2 separate regions of the Hordeum vulgare genome follow, and region 2 is linked to region 1. A link is a contact called in public Hi-C data. All regions are on one chromosome and are shown on one strand. Each heading gives the region's core, a stretch centred on a gene start, on an enhancer-like site or on the middle of the called end of the contact. The rest is flanking DNA. Distances are from core to core; before and after follow the strand shown. Region 1 has its middle 25 kb from the start of LOC123440385. Region 2 has its middle 26 kb from the start of LOC123441954.

Region 1 (4,757 bases), core at 267-2,766:
GTTCACAATTTCAAAATGTGTTTGTGTTTCAAGAAGTTTCAAAAAATGTTCAGAAATTTCGAAAAATGTTCAGATTTAAAAATATGTTCATAATCTATTAGAAAAATGTCCGCGATTTCAATATTTTGTTAGAAATTTTAAAAAAAAATATTATGTTTTCAAATTTTGTTCGCATTTCTAAAAAAGCAAACAAATACGAAGTTTGTTCGCATAGTATTTTGTTCTGAATTTAAAAAATGTTTTATTTACAATTTTTGTTCCAAAACTATAAACTGTTCATGATCTCAGAAAATAGTGAGGAATTTCAGAAAATATTCACATTTTCTTAATTCATTCTTTTTTAAAATATTCGACATTTCATATTCCGCAATTTACAAGAATTTTCCAGTTTGTCTAAATCTCAACCTCTGCAATGTTTCTTATAGGGTTTTTGTGCCGTTATGTCCAATGGCTTAAGTTTGGTGTATTGGCAAACGGCTCATGGTTAGGAGCCTGCACGGTGCAAGGTGTCACGATTGAATCATGCGAGATGTAGGTTGGAAAAACTCTATTTGACAATCTTTATATCAAATAGTCAGGCAACCGCACAGGGGCGTGATCCACCAGAATTCCTATTTGGCGCCACATGCTCCCGTTACAGTGCAATTCTGCTAACAGACGCCAGCAGCAACCCGCGCTGGGCCGACCCATTTCAGCATTGTTTTCTTTTCTGAATACAATAAAAAGGACTAGACGCCGCGGGGAATGGAACTCTCGACCTCCAGCTTGGGTTAACATGCAGTAACCACCACGCCACTGAACCCGATCAGATGACTAATTTTCTATTGCTCTTTTTTATTTCTTTCTTTGGTTTTCGTTTTTTGCTTCTGTTTTTTGTTTTTTGCTTCTCTTTTTTCGACTCTGTTTTTTTATTTTGTTACCTCATGGCTTGATGATTTTTATAGTTTGTGAACTCTTTTTCCAATTCATCAAACTTTTTTCAAATCGAATGAACGTTTTTACAAATTTGATGAACTTTTTTCTCAAATTGAATGATTTTTTTTAATTCGATGAACTTTTTTCACATTTGATGAAGTTTTTTCAAAATCAATGAACTCTTTTTAATTTGGTGACTTTTTCGAATTTTGATGAACTTTTTCCAAGTCTAATGAACTTTTTTAGAAATTTCGATGAACCTTTTTCAAATTTGATCAACTTCTTTTGAAAACTGATTACCTTTTTTTCAAATTTGATGACCCTTTTTTGAATTTTTTAATTTCGATGAACTTTTTTGAAAACCGAATTTTTTTCAAATTTGATGAACGGTTTTCCAAATCACTGAACTTTATATGAAAAATAATGAACCTTTTTCCAAGTTTAAAATCTGTCAACAAATTTTCCTATTGGGAAAACTTTTTTTTCCAAAATCGACGTACTTTAGTTTCCAAAAATTAATGAAATTTGTCAAGGCCTGCAGGGGTGCCGCGCTGTTTGATGGGCCGGCCAACGCGGGTGTTGCAGGCACAGGGAGGGCAAACCGGCGCCTGTAGTGCCGTATAGGAGGTCCCATGATCCATTGGCCTGCCCATCTTCATCTGCGTGCCGTTCCTTAAGTTTTTTTTCATTTCGGTGATTCTTTCTTTTCACTTTTGATATTTTTTTTCTTTTTCCTTTTTCCTTTTTAGCTTTTAAAAAAGTTCAAATATTGTTTAAAATTTTCATAAATGGTCATGTTGCCAAAATTTCATCACATTTTTGAAATAATGTTCATCTGTTCAGAATTTAGTCACAATTTTCAAAAATATTCCTTTCCTCAATTTTTTGTCCAGAGTTTTAGAACATGCTCCCTTTATCTAGAAAAGTACAAATATTAAAAGAATCGTGATTTTTAAATTATGTTCCTTTATCAATGTATTTTTGACTTATTCAGAAAATGTTTCTTTTTTGATTCCTTTCTTCTAAAATTTGAAAAGTAATCACTATAAGAACATTGATTTCTATAATTATTTTGGGGATTTCAAAAAATATTTATCTTTTCCCAAATTTAAAAAATACTCTTGTTTTCAAGTTTCGTTCATGTATTACCAAAATTGATTTGTTTTTTTAATTCCAGGACACTTTTTGAAACACAAATAATTTTGTCAAAACAGTCAACAAATTTTGAGAATAAGACTATTTTTTTAATCATGAACATTTTATGAAAACCGTGAAGAAATTTTAAAAAGGAACAAATATTTGAAACAAAAAATATTTGTATGAAATCATAAATTTTTTTAAACAAGAACATTTTCTTAAATTCCAGTTTTTTCAAAACACAGACATTTTGAAAAATCATGAAGCTTCGTGATTAAGAGAACAGTTTTTGAAACCCACTTTTTTAAATGACCACATTATGATAATTTTTTGTAATTTCGGATTGTTTTTGAGTTATGAATATTGAAATAAAGATTGTGAAAAAACATTTGTACGTGAGAACATTTTCTGAAATTCAGTATAAAATTTGTGAAATATCAAAAAAAAAAGGAAAAGGGAAAAATATAATACGAAAATGCAAAACTGAAAACGAAAACAATATTTTATTTTGAGAAATAAAAATATCTTTTGAAGTTATCAGAAAGCTTTTAATATATGACTATATTTTGAAATTTGGAATATATTTTTACAGAAAGAACATTTTTCGAAATTTAACAATAAATTTTGAACGTGAACTAGGTTTAAAAATCTAAAATAATATTGAAATAGAAAAAGTAAAAAAAACTAAAACTAAATAACTAAATAAGAAATAACACAGAAATTATGAAAAAGAAGGAAACAGGAATATTTTTGACGCTGTTGTACTGGGCTGGCCCATTTGTCGACCCCCCCTGCGGCGCCACTTTAGTTTGATGCACGGTGCGTCAAATAGTGGCTTTTACATGTATGTTCCCTCGCATCAGGCTCCAGACTAAGTACAGTCCATATAAATATTCTAAATGTTTTCTCAAGAAAGTAATATAAATTATATATATATGTATATGGAACTTACACTTTAAATAAAGCATTTGGTGAAAATGTAAAGAAGGTATTAAAGAAATATCAAATGTGTATTGAGAAAAAGTTTGTCATGTATACAAAAACATTTAAAAAACAATTTGTTTAAAAAATATTGATCACGTATTTAAGAAATATACTCCCTCCGTTCCAAAATAAGTGCCACTCACTTAGTATAAAATTTGTACTAGTTTAGTTATAGATTTTCGACACTTATTTTGGGACGGAGGGATTATTTGAAAAGCATTTGATTTAATGTCAATAAATTATTTAAAAGAATTAAGTGCTTATAAAAAATGTTTGTCAAGTACACAAAAAAGATATATATAAAACAAAAGCAATGTATGGAAATATGTTGATCATGTGTTTAAATAATATTAAATATATGTAGATAAATTATTTCTCATCTATTTGAATAATGTATATAAAAATATACAATGTGTATGAAAAACCTTAATCATGCATTTGGAAAAATGCTAATGAAATATTTGAATTTTTGAAAATGTGTATAGATTTATTATTTTTATGTATACAAAAAATATATACAAAACAAATACAATGTGTATGAAACATGTTGGTCATATTTTTGCAAATATGACATGTGTATGAAAAATATTCCTGGCGTATACAAAAAATGGAAGTTGTGCGTGAAAAATATTTATTGCCATTGAAAAATGTTTGCCGTGTATTGAAAAATGTTTCATACCCATGTAATGTATACAAAAAATGTTTGCCGTGTATTAAAAAATATTAATCATGTCTATGATGTATTGGATATATACCACAAATGTATAATGTATATGAAAAATATTGGTTATGAAGATAAATTCCTTCTAAAAAAGGTTAATCATATTTTCAATAATGTTGAACGAGCATATAAATATGTTCATAATGTATACAAAAAAAAAGGTAATGAGTACTGAACAATGTTGGCATCTGTTGAAAAAAAAACCCGATGAAAATTGATAAAAGAAACAAATAAAAAAGAAAATCAATGTGAAAGATTGAAAGCTGTGAAAACAAAGAAATAAACAAGGAAAACAAAGAAGACCGACGGAAACCACGTAAGAAATAAAGAAAAAAAGAATAAAACACCAATAAAAATGAAGAAAGAACAAAAGAAAAGAAAAGAAAGTAAAAACAAAGAAAATCGGTGGAATATTAATAAATCCAAAGAAACCCACGAAGAAATGAAACATATCGAAAGAAGAAACGGAAAACCCCTAAACTATGAAGACGGTGCAACACAATGAAAAATAGCACTACAAGATTCGCTTGGTTCTATAGCGATTTGTAGAAGCTTCATGCGATGCCATGCTACATATGTGTGTCACCCTCGGCAAAAACGACAAAAATGACTTTTTTGGGTAGCGCCTAACACTTTTGGGTAGCGCCTAACACGTAGGCGCTATGCTACACTCGGTAGCGTCGTTGTCACGAACGCTATACTCCCTGCCAACATGGCCTCACACAGTCAAGTCAGGGCTCACGTATGATTGTGTGAAGCCTTTCGTCTAGGCGTTACACTTTATCGTGTGAAACCTTTGTCTTAGGTGCTATACGCTGACTTAGAGAATTTTCAACTCGTCCTAGCTCTTATATGCTCTCTAACCTCGTCAGTGGACAAACACTAAGTCCTAGTGTAGCGCTTGTACCTTCGGCGCTATGATAGCGGCTTCCCCTCATGTGCTATGATAATTGAACTGTATGTCCAAAGAGCAATATAGAGCATTTCTTAGTAAATGTGC
Region 2 (4,701 bases), core at 468-2,967, 250 kb before region 1:
TATATATATATATATATATATATATATATATATATATATATATATATATATATATATATATATTACCAATCGTAGTGTGGTTTCTGTCCGAAATAAAAATGACCGTTCGACGTCTGTAGCAATTATACACCTGTATTTGAACCGAACCGACAATCCAAACGCGCCCTCAGCATATTTTCGGGGCGAGCTACAAATAGGAATTACTGCAAAATCATCAGTAGCCTTTTTTAGACAAAGTCATCACTAGGTAGAGAGCTTCCGTGCAGGGCTCGCACACAAACAGACGGTCCATTACCAGGCCATGAGGAACGTAAAAAAAGTGTAACAAACAAAAAATAGTGAAGCTAGTTGGAATCGAGCCCGCGACCTTCCGCTGGATACTCGCGTAGCCAACGCAAATACATGGCTGGCTTCTAGTACTATGCGCGAAGGCAGATCCATGTTTGGGACTGCTTTGTTCCAGAAAATTCAGCTGCGTTCTAGAAAACGTAAGCCAAACGGGATAGCTTCATGATATACCGCTCTGTAAAAAAACTAGAATCTCGGGTCCAACTTCTTGTTTTTTGTGAAGCTTCCTAGGAAGTGCTTCATTAAATTATAGAAGCTGGAGTTGGAAGAAAATTACCCACCACTGTCATCAGTAAGTGGATACCCCTTCGTTTCTTATCTCTCATCCAATCAAATAGATCATTTTTACCAAATTTTCCATCCGTGAAGCTGGAGCTAAATGAGAGCCAAACATTCTCTTGAAATGGTTGCAACTTCTATATAAAACTGCTCTAAAGTGAATTTGGTGAAGCGGAGCTGATTTTGATGGACTACGTAAAAATTAATAATGTCTTCCTGAACAAATTTCGAAACTCAAACTAACTTTTAAAAGGTGAATAATTATTGAAACAAAAACAAAAATTTACTGATTTTATACATAAGATGAATGATTTTTAAATACACATTGACACTTTTGAGATATATGATAAACAATTTCGAAATACACAGTGAACTTTTTTGTGATATATGCTGAAAATTTTTTAAAATGTATTGACATTTTTGTAATATATGATGAACATTTTGAAAACAATATGAGTATATGTGTTGAACATTTTTTAATACACATTGAAGATTTTGTAATATGCGTTCAACAATTTCGAATACACACTGAACATTTTTGTAATATACGATGAATATTTTTGTAAAATATATGAATATATGCGTTGAACATTTTCTAATACATACTGAACATTTTTTAATATGCTTTGAGAATTTTGGAATACACAGTAAACATCTTTGTAACATACATTTAATTTTTTTGAAAACACAGTGTTTAAATATTCATCAACCAATTTCTATTATACAATGAAGATTTTTATAATGCATGCTCAAACTTTGTAAAATACTGTGAACATTTACTTAACATACTATGACCATTTGTATAACACAGAATATTTTGTATAATATAGGAAAAGTAAAATAACATAATATAGAAAGTAAAGAAGGAGAAGAAAATAAATGGAAACATAAAAAAGGAAAACAAAATAAAAAAGAAAAAGAAAAAGAAAACAAAAAGAAAAATAAAAAGAAAAGAAAAAAGGAAAAGAAAAATAAAATGACAGAAAAGAAACAGAGAGTAAAGAAGCAGCAAAGGACCAGCGAAACAACATTGGGCCGACGCATAAAAGGGCATCGCGAGGCGAAGCTTCAGAGGAGGTCCGCAATTTTAACGCATACGAGTGTCAAATAGGAATCGCCCACTAGGTAGTAGGGTGGCAGTTTCATTGGGCAGGCTGCTCATTGGGCTGGAAAGATTTTTGGTCCAGTTAAAGACTAAAATCCCAAATTCATCATTTTTTGAAGTTCAGCACGAAATGTTCCCATTCTGAACATTTTTCAGAATTTTGTAAAGCCGGTCCTGAGTTCGTATGATGGACATATATTTTTTGGTTATTTTAGTTTTGACTAAAATAGTTAGTTCAATTGTTGTGGATTTCTTTTTAGCGTGGAACTCTTTGAGGCTTGACGAAGGACCATCTCTAGTTTCGAGTAGCTAGATCCTATTCCCCTCGTAGGTCGGGGAATAGCGACAAATCGTCTACCCCTAGGCACCTTGTCATGTGCATGGGCCGCCCCATTCCGGGATTTTTCATACCAGTTTTATGAAAATCGGTGTGGCTAAATTTCGTGTTTTGATTTTTTTTTTAAAGTTGATCCAGAACGGGTATAACAACGCTGTCAATAACCCTGCTGATATGTTTGCACGCCTTATCGTAAAAAAATTAAGTATCGGACACAATGTGTGTTCACACCTATCGCCGGACACCTTGACGGTAGGGCTGTACAGGCTACCGTCAGCATATTTGGCGGTAGGGATACGTCGCGCTGACGTGGATAAGTTTTCTATCGTTAGGGACCTTGACGGTAGGCTGTTATACCCTATCGCCAACGACCCCGGTGGTAGGAAATAGTCAAATCTCATTTTTACAAAATAAGGTCAAATCTGGATCAAATTTTAGAAAAGGATCAAAACATAAAATTGTGTCCTGGATCAACTTTCAGAAAAGGATCAAAACACAAAATTATGTCGTTTGATTTACATGATGTTAGCTCGCCCATAAGAAATGATCATTTTCTTTACCGTTCTGCTGTCCCTTTCTGGACCCAAAGTTTATGTTGCCTTTCTCCGAAGGGAAGTACGTATGCAGTAGGGGTCGCTCACTTTGCCCTTATCTCAGTGTCTGCCCGAAAAGCCCGGCCTTTCTTGAAATGATGAATCCAAACTTTTCTCCGGCTAACCACTAGAGACAGCCTCTTGTGTTACACCAAAAGTCGATGTACAACTTGTACAATGCATAATGATGGCTAGGAAAAGTCCTGCAGCTTCAGATGGCCGTCCCTTATCCACCAATAGGGAGGATCCTGCCCACCGGAAGGTACTTTTTTGCTCATCTTGTTTCAAAAGGAATAACCTTAATCATCAGCTTAATAACAAATAACAAAGCCCTATCTTGGTAATATGCTCCCATCAACTTCCCTCCAGTGCAAGCTACATGCATTATTGCGAAAGACAATGCTGTCCCAACCACAGAAACCCAAACAAAATCTACTTGACTTGACACTGCCAAACCGTGCGCATTATCCACGGACAAAAGGTTGGAGTACCAACCAAGGGAAATGGCGTGTACTCCCTGATCGGAGGGAGCAGTAGTTTTCTCAAAGACACCTGAGTCCAGCATCCTATCTCGTTATCACGTCGGCCAGAACGAAGGGCGGTGTAAGGCTAACTTCAACTTACGATTTCAAATAGGGGACTGATATTGCGCCGGCGCGCCGGCTCAAACTTTCGGCCGGCCGCGCGCGAGCCGTAGGATCCACTAATCCCGCATCGTCCGCACCGTTGGATCCGCATGCAACATTTTTCCCCTATGCAGCAAAATTTTAATGTGATGCAACAATTTTTTCAACGGTTGCAACAAAAAACAAAATTTGTAGCAAAAAAATTATCTAGAAGCAAAAAAACGAAGCTGATGGTGCGTGCTAGCAAAAGTCAAACGTCGGTTGTAGCAAATATTTACGTGACGTGTATGCAACTTTTTTAATGAACGGTTACAGCAAAACATGATGCCGCTTGTAGCAAAAATTAACACGGTTGTAGCAAAAGTAAAAAAACATCGATTGTAACGAAAAATCCGACGAACTCGAGTTGCAACCAAACGTATATGCAGTTTTTTTACTGGGGCAAAAAATAGTAAAAAAACGCTTGCAGCAAATATGAAGCTGGTTGCAACATATTTAGACGAAAAATGTTGCATCCACTGACAAGCGAAGCACGCGGATGACAAAAATGTTGTATGGGTCCACGCGCGCGAGGGGGCGACCGGCGCATCGGTTCGGCCTGCGCGCGGGTGGGAAACGATTCCCTTTCAAATATATATCCATTTTATCTAGACTAGCAAAATGGCCCGCGCGTTGCCACGGAAGAAAAAAACATAATCTTCAATGATGGTGATCACATTGTGTTCATATATCATCGATTGATTTAGAAATTTTGTGCCCAAACGCAAGAAAACGTTTCTTCTTTTAAATTTATTTACAAGTTGAAGCAATCTTTACATTTTAAAAAAATATATATCATGGTTGTCAAAAATCTTGGTAACTCAAAGTTTTATTCTGAATTTCAAGAATTTTTTTAAAAAAACATACAATAATAATTCGATCCATCCAACAGTTAATTCTTCAAAATTCACACAGGTATATTGTTACAAAGACTTAGAAGCATTAATATTTAACTACATACATTAGATCTTTCGTGAACATTTTTACAAATATGGGAACGATTTTAAAATCGAGAACATTTTTTACAATTTACAAACATTTACTAAAAATTGAATATTTTTATATTTCGAACGGGTTTAAATATTTTCTTTTGAATTGACCACCAATTCAAGAAAAGACGAACATAATTTTTGATGTTGGAGGATTTTATTTTAAATTCACAAACATTTTTTGAAATGCATGAAGTTTTTCTGAATAAACAAATATTTTTGTAAATCAGTAATGTATTTATTAAATTCATGGACATTGTTTTGGAATTTGCAAAAAAATATAAAAATTCGGCGCTTTTTTTGAATCCTATTTTTAATTCAAAATAAAAATTCTTCAGCATTTTAATCCAAATTCCTATTTTTTAATATGCAAAAGTTTTTGTAA

The links. A called contact is a pair of places that touch in the nucleus more often than the background predicts.
Region 2: a Hi-C map of seedling shows a contact between it and region 1, with 7 times the contacts expected there. The contact joins two enhancer-like sites. A contact is called at or near these places in 3 of 6 Hi-C or Micro-C datasets (leaf and seedling).

Annotation. Positions count from the first base shown.
Region 1 is chr3H:518,947,815-518,952,571 of MorexV3_pseudomolecules_assembly, reverse strand. No RefSeq gene overlaps it. Among protein-coding and RNA genes, the nearest start is that of LOC123440385, 25 kb to the right of the region's middle. Within about 2 kb of position 1,516, at least 3 of the 3 cell types and tissues checked have open chromatin away from gene starts, as enhancers often do. A contact at or near this core is called in leaf and seedling, where this site is marked.
Region 2 is chr3H:519,197,422-519,202,122 of MorexV3_pseudomolecules_assembly, reverse strand. No RefSeq gene overlaps it. Among protein-coding and RNA genes, the nearest start is that of LOC123441954, 26 kb to the left of the region's middle. Within about 2 kb of position 1,717, at least 2 of the 3 cell types and tissues checked have open chromatin away from gene starts, as enhancers often do. A contact at or near this core is called in leaf and seedling, where this site is marked.